Regions from separate parts of the Sus scrofa genome. Here region 1 is linked to region 2. A link is a contact called in public HiChIP or PLAC-seq data. All regions are on one chromosome and are shown on one strand. Each heading gives the region's core, a stretch centred on a gene start, on an enhancer-like site or on the middle of the called end of the contact. The rest is flanking DNA. Distances are from core to core; before and after follow the strand shown.

Region 1 (5,120 bases), core at 1,071-3,570, 150 kb before region 2:
CCTAGACCTTGAATCAAAGACATGCCTTCTCCCCTCAATTCTTTTGTGTGTTTTTTTGCTGTTGTTGTCTTTTTAGGGCCAAACCTGTGGCACATGGAGGTTCCCAGGCTAGGGGTTGAATCAGAGCTGTATCTGCCGCCTACACCACAGCCACAGCAATGAGGGGATCAGAGCCTCGTTTGCGACCTACACCACAGCTCACGGCAATGCCGGATCCTTAACCCACTGTGCCAGGCCAGGGATGGAACCTGCGTCCTCATGGATACTAGTCAGATTCATTTCCTCTGAAACGATAGAAACTCCTCCCCTGAGTTCTAATCCCTAACAGCAACATGACCTGGGGCAAGCCACTAGAACTCTCTAAATCCAACATTACCATAAGTAAAATGAAGATACTACCAGTGCTTTCTACATCTAGCCCAACTGTAGGAATAAAATGAGAAAATGTTTGTGAAAGCTATTGTTCAAATAGTAGAGTTATAAATATATGTTATTTCAGTACTACTGTTTTGAGGTGAATCTGAAAAGAAATGACAGACCTGTAATACTGGGGTGAGGAAGCTAAAGGGACAGTCTTGGGGTAGGGAAAGTGTGAGAAGAAGAAAGAATTCCCAAGTGATAAGGCAGGGGCAACATCTGTACCTGTTTATTTCTCCTTGTAAACGATAATTAATCCAGGTTTTTGTAGTGATTTTAACAGATTTAAATAAAGGCCTCACAGTTCACATAAACCTAAATGCTTACAGCATTTGACCCTCACAACTTTATAACAGGTATTTTGTTTTATTCCTTTTTCTTTTTTTTTTTTTTGTCTTTTTAGGGCCACACCTACAGCATATGGAGGTTCCCAGGCTGGGAGTTGAACTGGAGCCATAGCTGCTGGTAAACACCACAGCCACCGCAACTCGGGATCCGAGGTGCATCTTCGACCTACACCACAGCTCAGTGCAACGCCAGATCCTTAACCCCCTGAGTGAGGCCAGAGATTGAACCTGCATCCTCATGGATACTAGTCAGATTGGTTTCCGCTGAGCCATGATGGGAACTCTGCTTTATTCCTATTTTAACACGTAAAATCTGAAGTGAAAAGAGGACATGATTAAGGTCACACAGCTGAAAGAACAGAACCAGGAATGGAACTACTGTGGTTCCCCAATCAGGTGTTCCTTACTCCAGACCTGAAATGATGGTATATGGCCTCCAAAACAAAGACGACCTGTGTGGTATGGGTAACGTTTAATGGCACCTGGAACAGAAGGCTTAATATCTTCCACCATCATATGCTCCATCTAACTTTTGCTCCTTTTTTTCAGACTACTCAGTATCTATAGGGTTTGACATGTACTGAACTGTGTGGCAGACAGGAGACATCACCCTGACCATTTTACATTAAACAATACAAAAAAAACAACATGGCCACAACTGAGTTCACGTGTTCTTCCACTGAGACGCCAAAAACGAATGAAAATCTGCTGGCTCCAAAGCCCACATTCTTTCCACTTTTTCATTTGACGTCAACTTTTCTACTTTTCCTCTCTTGCCTCTTTGCCTGGTGCCAACATGGCTATGAATAGCCGGCAAGCTGAGAACACAGACTGCTTACCTCTTAAATAACAGAAATGTTGAGGCGAACGGCAAAAAAAAAGTACAGCAGCGATTTGTTTTGGAAAACAAACTTTGCAAAAACAACTATTACAACTCTAAGTTTAGAAATCCTTCCAAACAATGTCTCCCAAAGGCAGGTGGAAAAAGAAAAAAAAAAAAAAAGTCCGTGAAGGGGCCTGAAATCACAGCCTTTAGTTAGCCGGACAACGTGGTTCCCCAAACTCCACACGCCGGGATGGTGCAGCTACTGCTAATATGAACTTGAAGGCTAAGCAGAGGCACAATCGGCTCTCAGATTCGAATTTCCCCTCTTTCCAACCCAAAAGTTTTCTCAGTGAACCCCCAGCCTAAAAGACAATGCTCCCGAGAAGTTATTACCGGGTTTAAGATCTTCGCGGAGGGAAGGGCAGCTCCAGCCTCCCGCGTGGTGGGAGACCCGCTCACCCCCGGGAGGAGGCGGCCCGCGGGAACAACAGGCCGGGGTTCTGCGCCCCTCACACAGCCGCCGCAGCACCCACCTGAGCCAGGAGGGCCGTCCCACACGCCTCCGCCGCGACCAGCCACCCACGCCCGCTTGGCCGCCGCTTCCTGTTCGTCGTCAGCGCCCCCGCCCGCACGCCCGCCCAGCGCTGCCCCGCCAGGTCGGGGTCCTAGCACTGGCGGCGGCGGCGGCGGCGTCCGAGGAGGCGACTCGGCCCCGGGCTCCGCCCGCCACTTCCTGATCTTACGGCTCTGAACTCAGTCCCGGCAGCCACCGCGGCGGCGCGGCGGCCGCAGAGAACGCGCGTGCGTCATCACGTGCCCCGCCTGGGTAGAGCTGAGGGGGTCAACCAGCTGGGGCGTCCCGGATCTCCTTGACAGCCCGAGAGAGGCTGGGGGCGGGACTTTGATGGGAGTACTGAAGACGCTGCCAAGAGGGAAGAAATTTTTCTTTTACAGGAGTAGAAATATGAAGCTAATAGATCCTCCTGCAGCGTGCGCTGGGATCTGCTCAATTCGAGTGACGACGAGAGTTTTCAAGTTATTGTCTACAGGTGTTCTGTGACTTTACATCAAATGCCAATCACCATCACCTAAACGTCAAAAGAACATTGACGTTTTACAAGCGAGGAAGCAAGAAAGCAAGTGAAACTAAATGGTGTGCTCAAGACAGCACAGCTAGCAAAGGCAAATCCTGTCCTGAAGTCCAGTTTCCGAACTCCTAACCACTACCCCTGTGAACCCTCTTAGAAAAGGATTTTGGATTGAGACGCAGCATAAAGGGGTAGAAATAAAGCGACGAAAAAGATTGGCTTTGTGCACAGCCAGCAATGTGTTTGCGGTGTCAGATTTTCTGTAACTCTCCTTTCCTAACTCTTATAACCTGAAGCCAGTACCCAACTGTTCTGTGGCTGTCCTTTAACTGGTTACTCCTCACCTTACTTAACCTGTTTCAGTTTTCTCATCTGGTAAATGGGAATAACAATTGTCCTAGCACAATGGGTTACTTGCATTGGACTCTTGGGAAGATTGAATGAGATAATACGTAAATTTTTTTATTTTTTATTTATTTATTTATTTATTTTTGTCTTTTGAGGGCCGCATCCATGGCACATGGAAGTTCCCAGGCTAAGGGTCAACTCAGAGCTACACCACAGCCGCAGCACCTCAGCATCTGATCTGTGACTAAGACCTTCACCACAGCTCACCGCAATGCTGGATCCTTAACCCACAGAGCAAGGCCAGGGATGGAACCGCGTCCTCATGGATACCAGTTGGGTTCGTCAACCACTGAGCCACGGCGGGAACTCCGAGATAATATGCAAATTTTTATTCAAAACTTGGGAATAGGAGTTCCCATTTGTGGCTCAGTAGAAATGAAAATAAAGCCAAAAGATGATTGTGTGGCTTTTTTTTTTTTTTTTTTTTTTTGTCTTTTCTTGGGCCGTTCTCGCGGCATATGGAGGTTCCCAGGCTAGGGGTCTAATCGGAGCTGTAGCCACTGGCCTATGCCAGAGCCACAGCAACGCGGGATCCGAGCCACGTCTGCGACCCACACCACAGCTCACAGCAACGCTGGATCCTTAACCCACTGAGCAAGGCCAGGGATCAAACCCACAACCTCATGGTTCCCAGTCGGATTCGTTAAACACTGCACCAAGACAGGAACTCCGATTGTGTGGCCTTCTTAAAATTGATTTCATGCTAGAGGATTTTGTAATAAATGCACTTGCATCTGACACCCTCAGGAATGTAACTTCATTTGGATAACAATTTATTAGGACTCAGAGGGTTCATAACCCAGGAGAGTCAGAGATTGGTGGAAAAAAAAAGAAAACTGATAAGGTATAATAAGGAGAAGGAGCAGTCATTCATAGCAAAAGATAATTCTGTTGTGGCGCAGCAGAAATGAATCCGACTAGTATTCATGAGGATGCGAATTCGATCCCTCACCTTACTCAGTGGGTCGGGGATCCCCTGGTTGCCCTGAGCTGCGGTGTAGGTCGCAGCCGCAACTCGGATCCCTCATTGTTGGGGCTGTGGTGTAGGTCAGCAGTTATAGCCTGGATTCAACCCTTAGCCTGGGAACTTCCATAGGCTGCAGGTGTGGTCCTAATAATAATAATGATAATCCCAAAGCTTAAAATTGCATTGCCCTGAGAAACATTAGCCAGTTTTATATCAATCCATTAATTTTTATTTTACCCTTTCGCCCAAAATTACATAAATTCCAACTTACCATATCTTCATGGAATCAGTTCTATCATTCTCCTAGCTTCCGTACATGAGAGACTTAACAAATGGACAATGGCCAGACTATACATGATAGTAATCTCTGGCGCATTTAAGAAATCAAACCACAGCCTCTGGAGCAATCAGCTCAGAATGATCAGGATTTACTCAAAAGCTGCCAACTTTCCCATTTTAGACACACACCAACCACACCCCAGCTTCCCTTGCCAAGCACCTTTAATCAGAAAATACCAGAAGCATCCCCCCTCTTTTTTTCATTATAAAGCTTCCCCCATCCCTGATTGCCTTTGAGTTTCTGCCAAATGCAAGTGATAATGGCTGATTCCCTTGCTTTATAGCAAGAGATGCAGTCTCTTATTTGAGTGGTCTTCATTTCCACCTGTGTTTAATAACTTTGACCGTCACCTAGTCACTTGAGACTTAGGAGTTTAACAATTGGAGAATCATGCTTTTACAGAACTAAATCTACCCCATAGAGAGCACTCAATGAACTGTTAAAAGAGAAACTCAGCTACACTAAAATTTTGAAGAAGTTATTTGAGCAAATAGCAATTTAAATCAGCCCCAAACCAAAAATAATTAGGGGCACTCCACTAACAGGAGCTAAGGGAAAGGTTTTTACAGAGAAGATGAGGAAGCAAATAAAAGAAAGCATTGATTGGCTATAGCCTAAGTGGTTGCTTTATTGGGAAAGGCTAGTTGAGTGAGGTTTTTGTTTTGCTATGTTTTGTTTTTCTTTTTACTGCCACATCTGCATCATATTGACATTCCCAGGCCAGGGG
Region 2 (4,985 bases), core at 2,125-4,624:
CAAAAGAAAAAAAAAAGGAATTTAATTTTGAGGGAGAAATCACCACCATACGATGTTAACTTTCTATACAATAATATTGCTAATAGATTCCACAAAATCATATTAAAAAACCCCTAAAATCTAGTCACAAAGAATTAAAAAGATATTTGTAATTAAGTATGACCTTTAATTTTTTCTTATATTCTTTCTACATGCCTATCATTCTTGACCTGGAAGGGTAGAGCAAATATTAAGTAGACCAAGTGAGAAAGACAGTTACTTCACAAAATTACTTTGTGCTTCTGTCTGTCTTACAGGTAGGAGTCAGAGGTGCCAAAAGACTGGCAGCTATTAAGTTGCAGAGCTAGGATTTGAACTTGGCTGGCTACTAGAGTTCATTATTAACAAACGCTGCACTTGGCAGGAAAAAGGAGGGCAGAAGTAGGGATATAAAATGGAACTCTAGACTAAGGGAGAAGACAGAATACATGTACCACAGAGATTCGCCACAGTTGCCAAGGGGCTGCCACCGTCACACTTCTCCAGTCCACTGGCAATCCATCAAGGTGGTGGAGGACCAAGACAAATGACTGGGAATTTTCACTTAAAAATTCATGCTTAGTGGGCAAGTACAAATATTCAAAGAAAAAAAGTAAGACATAAGGTTAGATATATCTCAAAGGTCCTAGGGATTGGTAGTTCAATTCAGGAGCTAAAGTTAAAATAATCTCTCTGGACAAACACAGAAAGCTTCCTCAAGTGATTAGGATTCAAGTGTGGTTGAGGGGTAGAATATTCTTCTCCAGAAGACATCTTAAATTTATTAGAGAATTAAAGGGAAAAACTGATTCAACTGCCAACTTTGTCCATAACTTCAAGTCTTTATCTACTGTTCACAGTGAGGTGAACTGACTCAGCTAATTTCAGAACTGAATGTTTCACCTGACACTGGAGCCTAAGAGAGCGTGAATTAAAATGTAAATTCTAAGACATGAAATTACAGGTTATCACACAAGAAAACTGAATGTGGAACTTGAAGTGGTAAGTAAACAGCCTGTTTCAGGGAAACAAAAATACCATTTGCTTGGCAGTTCTATTTACAGAAATACACTCCTGTGTTAACAAATAGTTATTTAACAGACTCACAGATACAGAAAACAAACTTATAGTTACTAAAGAGGATAGCGGGGGAAGGGGGTGAAGAGGTAAGTTAGGAGTTTGGGATGAGCACACAAACACACGACTATATATAAAACAGGTAAAAACAAAAATGTGCTGTACAGCTCAGGGAACTTTATTCAATATTTTTGTAATAGCCTATAATGGAAAAAAAATCTGAAAAAGAATACACATATATGTGTGTAACTGAGTGACTGCTGTATACCTGAAACTAACACAACATTGTAAATTAACTATACCTCAATTCTAAAAAGTTACATATGTATGTAGACCCTAAGCAACAATACATGTAACTAAAAACACTATTCTTGGGAGTTCCCACAATGGTGCAGTGGGTTAAGAATCTGACAGCAGCAGCTCAGGTCTTTGCAGAGGTCCAGGTTTGATCTCTGGCCCACTCAATGTGTTAAAGGATTTAACTCCACAGCTACAGTTTAGATTTAACCCCTGGCCCAGGGAACTTCTATATGCTTGGATGCGGCCATAAAAAGGAAAACAACAACAACAAAACAGCTATTACTCCTCCATTCCTAAGATGCTTAATTTTAAGGGTGTGCTATAAACAACATTGACAAAATCTTTCCTTCTTCAATGCTTTTCGGAGGCATCCCGGCTTACAAACACAATGATCAAGAAAGTCTTATGGGTCATGGCTTAAAAATACAAACCAATCAAAAGCATTAAAGAATAAATAACTTTGTTACTCCTTCATATGAACCTTTTTACATAAAAATGTATTAATATTATTTAGGCCAAAAAAAAGGTGGAATGAGAAAAATAAACTGTAAAATCTGAAATAATTCGAGGTTAAGAAAACAACGAATATAGGACTCAGAAAGTGGCCTAAAATCACACAATCAACAGCGACTGTAAACAGTTAATTGCCTGCATATTTTACTACTTTTTGGAAAAAAACAACTTAAATATGTAATAGAAATAACTTTCTGAAAAGTGTTACCCTGCACGTAAAACACGTACCCATTGATCATTTCATGCAAGCAGTGTTGCCAAACTTAAGACTAGCCGTCCTGTTTCTGAAAATCAACATTTTTGCTTCCAGAGAGCTTCTCAATTGAAGAAGACCAGTCACCATCTGTCTCAACCAAAGTCAACTTCTATTTTAAAAATCACAGTCCGCCATCACACCCACCTCTCTATAAACAAATGCTTGATACATTTCAACTCGATGATTTCTGAAGGACCGAGTCACCTGAGAAAACGGCTACGTTTATTATATCAAGGGCCTTGAGATTCACAACGTCCAGGTTCATTTTCAACTACGAGATTGCCTAGATTACCCTGCCAGCCAGCTAAAGCGCGGATTGCTAGTCCGCACGGAAATACTGGAGTGTCAGCAAAACCCAGAAAACAGTCGGCGCCCCAATCACTCCAGGAGTGGATTCCGGGTGCCACGTTGCCCCCGCCCACCTACCCCGGACCCCTTAGGCCAGGACTGGGAGCTTCCAACCCCAGCCGGGTGCTGGGTCTCCAGGGGGTCCAGGAACAGCCCGGCTCCTCCCGGGGGAGGCTGCCCGAGTGGGAGACGCAGCCCCGCAGGTCCCAGACGGACGCGCCGGACAAGGGACAAGCAGGCCAGGAGAAGAGGTGGGGGGGAGGGGGGGAGGAGAAAGGGGGAGGGGAAGGAGGGGGGAGGGGAGAGGAGGGAGAGGGGAGAGGATAGGTCCCAGCCCCCACCCAGCCTGTCGCACGCCGGCCGCATCTCGCCAATTTTCTCTCTTACCTTTTCGCATAGGGTCCGCACTTGGTTCTCATTAAGCTGTTTACACTCGTTCAGCTGCTCGACCCACTGGTCCAGCTCCTTGGTGAACGCCTTGTCGTCCATGGCGACCCGAGCCCCTCCCCCGCCGTCTCCCGCCCCCCTCCCCGCCCGCCCTCGCCCCTCGCGCCGCTCCCCTCGCCCGCCGCCGCCAGCTCCCAGTGGGAGAGGAAGGAGTGGGGGAGCGCGGCCCCGGACCCCGCGCCCCGCCCGAGCCCCGCGGGCGGCTCCTGGCGCGCGGCCTTCGGGAGACCCCCGCCCGCCCTGGCCCGCCGGGCCGCGCGCCCTGGGCGTCACTGGAGGGCGCGGGGAGGTGCGGGACTTCCGCGCAGCTCCCGCCGGATTATGGCCACTTGCCGCCGCCGCCGCCTCCCGCCCGCCCGCTGCTCTGGATTCCCTTGCCCCTTCTCTCTCGCTCTTTCTTTCCCCTCCCTCTGGGTTTCCGTCATCGCCCGGGCATTTCCGCCGGGAAAAGGTTAGCAGGCGGTGCCGCCGGAGCCCGGGACTCGAGGAGGGGTACAGCGCCCCCGTGTGGCTCGGCGGAGAAACGGTCCCTTTCCCTTCCATCTTGCACTTTATCGACCAAGCTCTCCCAGTTCTTTCTTTACATAATTTTACGCAAGTCTGTACCCACTATAGTTTCCTGCAGTGCTTTTTTCCCCCTTTTTTTCTTCTTTTTATTTTAGCGTTCTGTAGAGGGGATTGGAAAGCTTGTCCCCCTCCTTGACAACATTGTCTCCTCAGAATCTATCACTCTCCCATAGCAGGTGGTCAACATTTGTTGAGAAAAAAAATAAATTCTTTCTAGTCTTACCTCTGTTATGAACTAGCTGTGAGGCACTGACATCTCGAATCCCCCCTTTCAGCATCAGAAAGATGAGATGACAGCTCTGTGTTTTACCAATCAGTGTCCCAGCTCCCTCATCCTCCACGGAGTTGACTGCAGTGTTTACTGAATTCTCATGATTTGTTCATGCAACAGATACTTAATGAGCAACTGCTAACTGCCAGATCTCTTGAACAGCTAATGCTTACCAAGTTGACTTCCTATATTATAGTTGCAGATTATTGCCACTGAACCCAAATGGGAGGCAGCCTCTTGTATCTGAAGGCAAGAACTCCCTCCAGCTCCCTCTTGGCATTGCTAGCCTCCCAGCCAGGTCCTTGGACAATCACCAAAGCTCCCCCAGCCTCAAGTTCATCATCTGTTAAAAGGGGGCAATAAGCCCTTTTCAGGTTATCATGATTAAATTCTACAAGTGCTTATCCAACAGTAGAGTTTGGGAGCCATGTTCCTCTGTTTCTTGCCTTATCCCTCCTAGGCAATAGCTACAGAAAACTTTAGAAGGGTGGCATTTTTTTTCTTTTCCTTTTGCAGTGGTTTGCTGCGGGGTCTCAGTTCTCAGACCAGAGACTAAACCCCAGCAGCATCAGCGAAAGGGCCGAGTCTTAACCACTGGACCACTAGGGAAACCCTGAGAGAGGTGGCATTTCAACTGAATTTTGAACCTTCTCCCTAAGCAACACTTTGGAGTTCCCTGGAAAAGAGGAAAGGAGTTCTCAGGATTTTGGGTTTTTTTTTTGGAAAGTGGCGGAGAACAAATGTGTGCAAGACCATGGTCTCTTTGGAAAGCTACAAATACTCCTAATAACCGAAATAGGTCCTATGGTGGAAAATAAGGCTGGAAGAGCTCCTGTTCTCAAGTGTCTTGTAAACAGCAGCAAACCAACTGCAAGACAGAACATGAAAAGGTGGTAAAACAATACGTACAGAATAGGAGGGGTATCTGTAAGATTGCAATAGATTTGCAGTCTCTGAGGAGGCTAGTCTACAAAGGTTGAAAGGAGGCTGTTTCAGCTACACCTGGTAAGTTCAGAATGAAAATGAGAGTAAGAACATATTTTCAAAGTTCCCAGAGAAGATGGATTGAGAATAGAAAATATGTCTTGAGAAGAAATGGGAACTATGGATAGTGTTGGGGGTGGGTGTCCCTCGACATAGAAGCAGATGTATTTGGAATTAACATGAGAGAATGTTTTTAGACTTGAG

Evidence for each region. HiChIP or PLAC-seq counts read pairs in DNA pulled down with a chosen protein or histone mark.
Region 1: an H3K27ac HiChIP or PLAC-seq map of skeletal muscle shows a contact between it and region 2. The contact joins the promoter of GTF2E2 here to the promoter of PPP2CB in region 2. A contact is called at or near these places in 2 of 5 promoter capture datasets (fetal liver and liver), 4 of 47 Hi-C or Micro-C datasets (embryonic fibroblasts, heart right ventricle and skeletal muscle) and 2 of 2 datasets of contacts at active chromatin or transcription factors (alveolar macrophages and skeletal muscle).

What each region holds. Positions count from the first base shown.
Region 1 is chr15:54,441,680-54,446,799 of Sscrofa11.1, reverse strand. GTF2E2 (general transcription factor IIE subunit 2) reads right to left here and starts at 2,320. Exons shown (of 9, transcript NM_001244861.1): 1 at 2,124-2,320.
Region 2 is chr15:54,294,175-54,299,159 of Sscrofa11.1, reverse strand. PPP2CB (serine/threonine-protein phosphatase 2A catalytic subunit beta isoform) reads right to left here and starts at 3,374. Exons shown (of 7, transcript XM_021075810.1): 1 at 2,900-3,374. The coding sequence starts at 3,001.